Linked DNA regions of Sus scrofa: region 1 is linked to region 2. A link is a contact called in public Hi-C data. All regions are on one chromosome and are shown on one strand. Each heading gives the region's core, a stretch centred on a gene start, on an enhancer-like site or on the middle of the called end of the contact. The rest is flanking DNA. Distances are from core to core; before and after follow the strand shown. Region 1 overlaps AATF (protein AATF). Region 2 holds the start of DHRS11 (dehydrogenase/reductase 11).

The links. Hi-C and Micro-C count contacts between places; a contact is called where the count stands out from the background.
Region 1: a Hi-C map of liver shows a contact between it and region 2, with 4 times the contacts expected there. The contact joins the enhancer-like site here to the promoter of DHRS11 in region 2. A contact is called at or near these places in 3 of 5 promoter capture datasets (fetal liver, fetal skeletal muscle and liver), 25 of 47 Hi-C or Micro-C datasets (adipose tissue, alveolar macrophages, blood and 13 more) and 2 of 2 datasets of contacts at active chromatin or transcription factors (alveolar macrophages and skeletal muscle).

What each region holds. Positions count from the first base shown.
Region 1 is chr12:38,550,616-38,554,607 of Sscrofa11.1, forward strand. The region is part of intron 11 of AATF (protein AATF); the gene reads left to right. Among named protein-coding and RNA genes, the nearest start is that of AATF, 91 kb to the left of the region's middle. Within about 2 kb of position 2,671, at least 6 of the 83 cell types and tissues checked have an H3K27ac peak or open chromatin away from gene starts, as enhancers often do. A contact at or near this core is called in fetal liver and liver, where this site is marked.
Region 2 is chr12:38,111,899-38,115,463 of Sscrofa11.1, forward strand. It overlaps DHRS11 (dehydrogenase/reductase 11), which reads left to right and starts at 2,119. Exons shown (of 7, transcript NM_001244532.1): 1 at 2,119-2,384. The coding sequence starts at 2,253.

The sequences.
Region 1 (3,992 bases), core at 1,421-3,920, 440 kb after region 2:
CTCCACCCCCAACACGCATATACAGGGTCTTTCTCACCATTCAGAACTTGCTTGGGAGGGAGAAAACTTACTTGGATTAAAACAGTTTTTTCTTGTTATTATAGTAAAAATGCTTTTCACATTTTAGTGTGAATCACTGAATTTCCAGACCTGCTCTTTTTTTTTTTTTTTTTTTTTTTTGGTCTTTTGTCCTTTTAGGGCTGCACTTGCAGGATATGGAGGTTCCCAGGCTAGGGGTCTAATCAGAGCTGTAGCTGCCAGCCTACACCACAGCCACAGCAACGCCAGATCCAAGCCGTGTCTGTAACCTACACCACAGCTCATGGCAACACCGGGTCCTTAACCAAGGGAGTGAGGCCAGGGATCGAACCCACAACCTCATGGTTCCTAGTCAGATTCGTTAACCACTGAGCCAGAAGGGGAACTCCCCTTACTGCTTCTTTTTGGGCCTAGATTTATTTCACTTCCCACGTCCTCTGTTACACCACAGCCTCAGAACCACTAGTCTATCTAATTCGTTCCAGATGTCGTTGCCAGGTTACCCCTTCCTAAGAGAGCACTTAGAGCATGCTCTTCCTCGTTGCCCTCAGACTACTGGAACCTGCCACTCGAGGCCTGCAGGGACTTGTCGTCCTGCTGCCTTTCTTTCCTCATCACCTGGTTTGATGTGCAGGCCCTTTGTGCTGTCCCGTGGGCTAGGCGCCCCCCCTGCCATGTCCTGGGACACACTCCCTGCTCCTCCCGCTAGTGTCTCTTGCCCCTGCCCCTCCCACCTTATCTCCCTTACCCCACCTCCCCTATCCCATCTCCCCCTCCCTCCCCACCCCACCTCTCCTACACACTCCAGTGCTTTCCTGTCTTGGGGTTCCTAGTCCTTGGTTCATACCAGCCTTTCCAGGGAGACTCTGATGGTTCCCCATCCCCCACCGAGTAGGCTCTTTCATCCCTGCTTTATTTGTTCCTCTCTAAAAGTACTTATTACCGATCACCAACATACTTACTAGGGTTTTTTTTTTTTTTTTTGCTAAGAATGCTTAATTTATAAGTCAGAGTAGATTGTGTATGTTTACTATAATCCTGTATTTGGTATTATTGAGGTTTTGTGTTCATACATGTGGAATAATATATTTTGGTTCCAGTTGTATCTTGCCTTCCTTATTATATTGCATTTTTGTAGCACAGGTATCATTTGCAAAATAATTTATTTAAAGTCTTTTCTGGAATTTTCTTACGTGCAGTGGGTTCAGGATCCAGCATTGTCAATGCAGAATTCGATCCCTGGCCTGGGAACTTCACGTGCCATGGGTGCGGTCAAAAGAATAAAAGAATCAAGGAGTTTCCTGGTTGATGTCAGCCTCTTCTAAGCTAGAGAACGGACTCCAGATCCTCACCTGTTCTTCCCCAGCCCCCAGGCAGTGTGACCGCGAAGAAATCCTCTCTCTTCTTTATAAAGCGAAAATAGATAGTCCTTCCATCAGACTGCTCATTAGAGTCTTGAGAATGGAATGTTCTTTGTAATTTTTTATTTCTGAGTTGGACTGTTTTAATGATATCTTTACAGATAATTGATTAAACAAAACTTCGGTTTTCACATGCGTACATATTATGACATTGTCTGGTCTGCAACACAGACGTCCCCGTTTCTGTGCAGACCTGAGAAGAGCTGGCTGTAGGTCTTCTGTCTGAAATGCCTTTAAAGGCCTTCAGCTCATGAGTCTGTTACTTAATAAGAATTTGCTAGTAAGATTATTTTTGAAAACAGTCCTTTTCCAAAGCCTTCTTGCCTTTTACAAAAACCTCTGCAAGTCATCTAACTCCTTTAATTCACAGGTTTTCATGGACTTACAGTGGGTTACAGCTCTATAAACCCACCGTAAGTTGAAAATATCACAGGTTGAAAATGCATTTCATACACCTAGCCTTCTGCCATCCCGGCTGAACCCAGCCCACCTTAAACTGCTCAGAAGAGTTAGGCAGAACTGCAGCCAGCACAAAGCCTGTTGCATAATCAAGTGTTGAGTGTCGCATGTCGTTGATTGGATACTATCCTGAAAGTGAGCCACAGAAGGGTTGTCCGTGTGTCTCTTGCCCGCCTGCTCCGAGGTCACCTGGCTGCCTGGGAGCTGCCCCGTGTCAGTGGTGAGGATCTCGGGCACCTCGCCAGCCCAGGGAGAGGTCACAGTTCATAATTCTAAGTCCAGTTTCTCCTAAGTGCGCATTGCTTTTGTACTGTCATAAAGTCGAAAACTTTTGAGCCATGGTGAGCCGAGGACCGTCTACACTTCGCTCTGTCCCCACAGCACTTCGTATGCAGCCGTTTCCCCACCGGCTTTTGCCCCCATTCTCTGGGGACCCTGTCTCCACGCAGGGACGTTGTACCGCCTGATGGGCCAGCTCCGTGTTCCATTCTTCACTCTCAGCCACACAGGCAAAGCCGCAGAGACAGAGTCCAGCTTTGGGCCTTCTCGTTCCTAGTCCTTTACCTAGAGGATTTCTGAGGTCTTTTTACTTAGGATGAACCCTGGGACAGGCTCTTTCAAGAACACTCTTGTATTTCCACCATTTCCAAAGTGTGTATGTGGCAAACTTGGTGCTACTGTAGGTTCTCTCCTGCCCAGTAACCCTACTGGCTATGGTTTCCAGCGGCCCTTCTGCTCAGTACTGGTTACTGTGGAAACGTGGAGTATTTGGACAGGGCTCTGTGATGAGCAGTTCTAGTTTTAGGTCAGTTTCTTTGGACTGCTTTCAGGGTTTGGTTTAAGAAAGCAGTTCTGGAATGGCTCCTGCCTGTGCATTAACAAGGCATCGTAGTCCCTGGTTACCTTTGTTGTTTCTCGTGTTGGTATCAAGTGTCAAACCAAAAAGGGGTGTGGAGATAAAGGGCATCGCCTCATTGTACTTCGGGGAGTCGGGCACTCGTAAGGGGAAAAGCTGTTAGTGACGGCCCTGGAAGCGAGTCCTGCAGAGCCATCCCCACACCCTGTGTGTTTATCCTCTGTCTCCCTCTGGGGAGCAGGCCGCTTTATAAACATTAGCTCTTCTACCCTCTGGGCACCTCCACTTAAAAGGTAAATAAGACTGAAGGCTCTTTCTTCTCCAATATAGATGAGGAAACATTGGCCCAGAGAGGGAAATTACTTGGTCAGGGGCAGGGGAGGCCCCGGGGTGCTGGGCGTCCCGCAGTGGGCGGCCCTGACACGTAGAAGCTACTCCTGGCCCCTTCCCCTTTCTGCTTCTGGAGGCTGGTGGGGGTTGGGCCTTTTGTCTGGTGTGGAATGTGAAATGCTGCAAAGAGGAGCAATTGTTCTTCAATGCTTTGTGCTCCCTTATAAGAAAGAAGAAATCAATACACATTTTCTCCACCACGCACTTGGCAGCACTCGGCCTCCTCGTCCACCTCTCCATCCTGCAGGGGAGGCGCAGCCCTGCAACAAAACAGACTCACCAGCTTCCAGGGGCAGAAATGCAAACCACTCATTCTGCACTTAGCAGTCAGGCTTTTAAAAACCAGTCCTGTAACTGGTGGACGTCAGGGACCTCTGACTTCACTGTCTGGTTGGTGAACTGAGGCGGGTGGCTGGGGAGGTGCCCAGTTGCAGACATCTGGAAGCCGAGGGCCCCTGGTCACTGCTCCTGGGAAGGTGCCTAGCAGGTGTCTGGATAAAACTCCATTCCCCCCGCCCCCTGCCCCGTGCCCCCCCCCCCCCGTTTCTCTCTGATTTACAGAGGGGAGGGGGAAGGGCTTTGAAGGAAACCTTTAAAAATAAAGAAATTGACAGGTGTAGGGCATCAATTGGCATTTATCAATTAATGTAAGTAATCTGTCCAGACAAGAGCCCGATCTCAGGGTGATTTTATATTTTAATCAGACAGTGTGGTACTGATACCTGTAGCTTCCTGCCATTAAACAGGTAGGTGTGGGGCCTGAATGACAGAGAATTTGCTGCCATTAACAAAGGTAGTTTAGGTGAACAGCTTTACAGGGCCTGGTG
Region 2 (3,565 bases), core at 869-3,368:
AGGTGTTTGAAAGAAAAAATTTGCTGCAATACCTTTAAATCCTGGCTAGCATCTTACTTCCTCATGAGACTTATAATTGCTATTATTAAAAGTTCCCTGATACTTAACACAAAGCACCTTAAATTCAGAGGTTCATATTGAACTAGAAGAATGAAAATAAAACTTGGCAGAGTCAAGGATTCCCTGATAAGTAATTACTCAGCGTGTAGAGAACTGGGAGCAGAAGGCTGCACTGAGAGCTCACCACACTGTGGGCCATGTAAGTGCCTGTTCCTTATCTCGTTTCCAACAATAAAGTCACTCTGGCATTACAGTTTACTGCTTTCACAAGCTGTCCGAGTACTGAAGGAGAGAGTCTCTTAGGAGTAGCATTTGGCTGCCATTTAAAAGGTTGAGTCAGTAGTTCAGTAAACACATGTGCTTAAGTTAGAGCTTTATGTCTGTGTGTTGATAATACTTGGTGGGCAGCAAACAAGCAGCAGGACAGTCGATAGCTCTGTGCAGTGGGGATGGAATGAATTTTATGGACTTTGTACCACTTAATCAGATTTCATGTGGTCAGAAGCTTAGTGAGATTTAATTTTTGTAGTCAGTGGCATTTTTTTGGATCCACCTCCTGAGTTGTCTGTTCAAATCAAAATGTATAGGGATTGAGGCAGAGATAAAATGAGTCATTTCTTTCTGACCCTTGTTTGCTTCCATCCTGAAATCCATAGAAAATGAGCAAGGGTCTCCCACCACCCTTGGCTCTGAGCCCGATCCCCTCTCCACGTTCTGTTGCAGTTAGAGATCCCTAAATTAAGCAAGGGTTGGTTTTGTTTTGCTTCGGTCTTTGTGCTTACAACCAAACACAGGAGTGCTTGTTGAATGAATAAACCAGCCACGATGACTGCTTATTCAGCAGAGAAGTTTTCTCTTTGGAAGGATGGCTATATGAAGAATGCAGAAGTGAGGCAGTTTTCAGTGCTTTGATGGAATATCCTTAGCGGTTCTACTTTGAACAGAACCAACAACTTAAGAGACAAAAGGGAAAACTGAGTAAAGGCAGTTTAGAAGCACACCCCCTGGCCTGATACTGGTCTGGTTGCTGTCCAAGCTAGGTTTCAACTCTGACTCGGTAGTTATTTTGCAAAATGAAGAGGTTAATAGGTACTATCTCATGTGGTTTTGTGCATATTAATATATTTAAAGTGCTTAAAAGTGCCTGTCACACGGTAAGCTCTGAATAAATGTTAGCTATCGCTTTAATCTTTGCTACACTTGGAGATGTATTTGCTCCACTGGGAGTGGGAGGGCTTAGGGAAGTTGGAGACTGGGCTCTTAGGGATACAGTTCCCTCAGTACATGTGTACTTGGGGGTGTTTCCTTTTTTTTTTTTTAATTTTATTATTTTTTAGTTATCTCCCCAATATAATTTTTTTTTCTACTGTACAGCATGGTGACCCAGTTACACATACATGTATACATTCTATTTTCGCACATTATCATACTCCCTCATAAGTGACTGGACATAGTTCCCAGTGCTACACAGCAGGATCTCATTGCTAATCCATTGTGTTTGCATTTTTCAGCAAGTTTTCCTTGTTTAGTAAGGGCCGAGGGATCAGATAGGGTTGGAAGTCTCTCCCAAGGTCACTCAGCGTTGATAGGTGAGATACAGCCTTTTCTGGGCTAAATCCTTCCTATTAGCCACCGGCTGGTTTAGGTGGGTGTTGGAGTCATTTTATTTGCCCTTAATTTCTCTTCTTGGTTTTAGAGGTCAGGAACTGGGAAAACAGAGCAGGAAGCAAGAGTACGTGCGTTCTAGGGCCTGGTGCAATCCTCGGTAAACCTCATCACCCTACCGCAAAGGGTGAGAGAGGTCACCAGACTAGCCGGACTGCAAATTTCCACGCCCCTCAGGCCAGGCCCCGCCCCGCCTGCGGGAAGCGGTTTCCTGGAAGGGGCGGGGCAGGAAGGGGCGGGGCTGCGCCCGCGCGGCTGGTTCAGGGGTGGGGCGGCCAGGCGGCGGTCGTTCTACGGGCGGGATGTGGCCGATTGCCGAGGGTCGGAGGGTGGAGCCGGGGGCGGAGGCCAGTGGGAGTGGCAGCAGCTCCCGGCGGAGCTACGACGGGACCAGGCTGGCGGCGGGTTCCGCGTTGGTGACCAGAGAGCGGCCGGGCCCCAGTGACGTGGGGCGGAGCTCCGCGATCCAAGTGCCCAGCTCCCCGAGCGAGGTGGGAGGGCGGCTCGGGACCCTGACCTGGGCTGGCATGGAGCGGTGGCGTGGCCGACTGGCACTGGTGACAGGAGCCTCGGGGGGCATCGGCGCGGCCGTGGCCCGGGCCCTGGTCCAGCACGGACTGAAGGTGGTGGGTTGTGCCCGCACCGTGGGCAACATCGAGGTAAGCCCCAGATGGGGAGCGAGTCGCCCTCTGGGCCCAGCGTCTTTTCCGCTGGGCCAGGGTCCAGGTCGGGGGTGGGGAGTGGCCGGAGCTAGACTGTCATGCTGCCTTCACTTGCCGGCCACCTCAGGGCCACTTGCAGCGGGCTCAGAAGCTGGCGAAATGGATGATGCCTAATAGGGGAGGCTTTTTGGATCTCTCGCGGCAGGACTCCATCTTCGCTTTTTAAAGTCCCCTCTTTTAAGGAACCTTTTCTCCTGACAGCCTCTACTCGGTATAACAAATCTCTGACTCCCTGCCATCTTTTTCCTTCTCCTCTACCTGCCTGCGGAGGTTGGCTGAAGAAAGAAACCAGAGGTCAGAGGCTAGCTAGGCAGCCAGGGAGAAGCAAAGAAAGCTTTCTGGCCTTAGTGGCTAAGTTGGCTCCTGGATTGCTTCCTCTGCGCTTCAGATCTAGTCCACAAAGCCAAGCCAGGTGGCTAGCCAGCCAGATGAGCAGAAGTTAGAGGTTTTTTTGATCTTATTCATTTTTCACCTAGGACTGAGGAAGGAGTGGAGCTTTTCTGAAGAGGCTCAGCCCCCTGCCCCTTCCCCCCCTCCCCCAAATGTGAAGGTTAACCCCTACCCAATGCACATTAGGAATGAATGGGATATCCTTAGGTAGACCCTTCTTCAATTTCACTGTCCTAGATAGGACTGAATAGGTGAAATAGGGCACTGAACATGTGAGTTCAGAGGGGATAAAGCAATGTGGAACTGAAACTTGTGGTTTTCCTCTTAACACGGGTTGGGAGCCCCAAGAGTTGTGAGCAATAAGAGTTCAGACCAAAATGAAACAAAGCAGAGAAGAAGAAGGCGAGAAATCTCCATCGGAGGATCACTTTGGATTTGCCCTTGGCAAGACCTCCTCTCAGGGTGTGGGCTGGGGCTTAGCTTCATCGCCACCTTTGCTCAAAGTCCCTGGGCAGGGAGAGGCCTGGGTGGGGGGAGAGTGGGAAGGTGTACAGGAAGGAGGACTGTCCCCTCCCCTGCTGCTGACCAAAGGTACACTTTATAGCCTCCTAGATAGTCCCAAGGTCACCTGGCTGTGCCCCACTCTGCCCCTCCCTTTCTCCTATTCTGAGGTGCTCAGGGCCCAGCTCCCCATTTAGAGGATCAGGCCAGGGATTAGACCCCTGGCT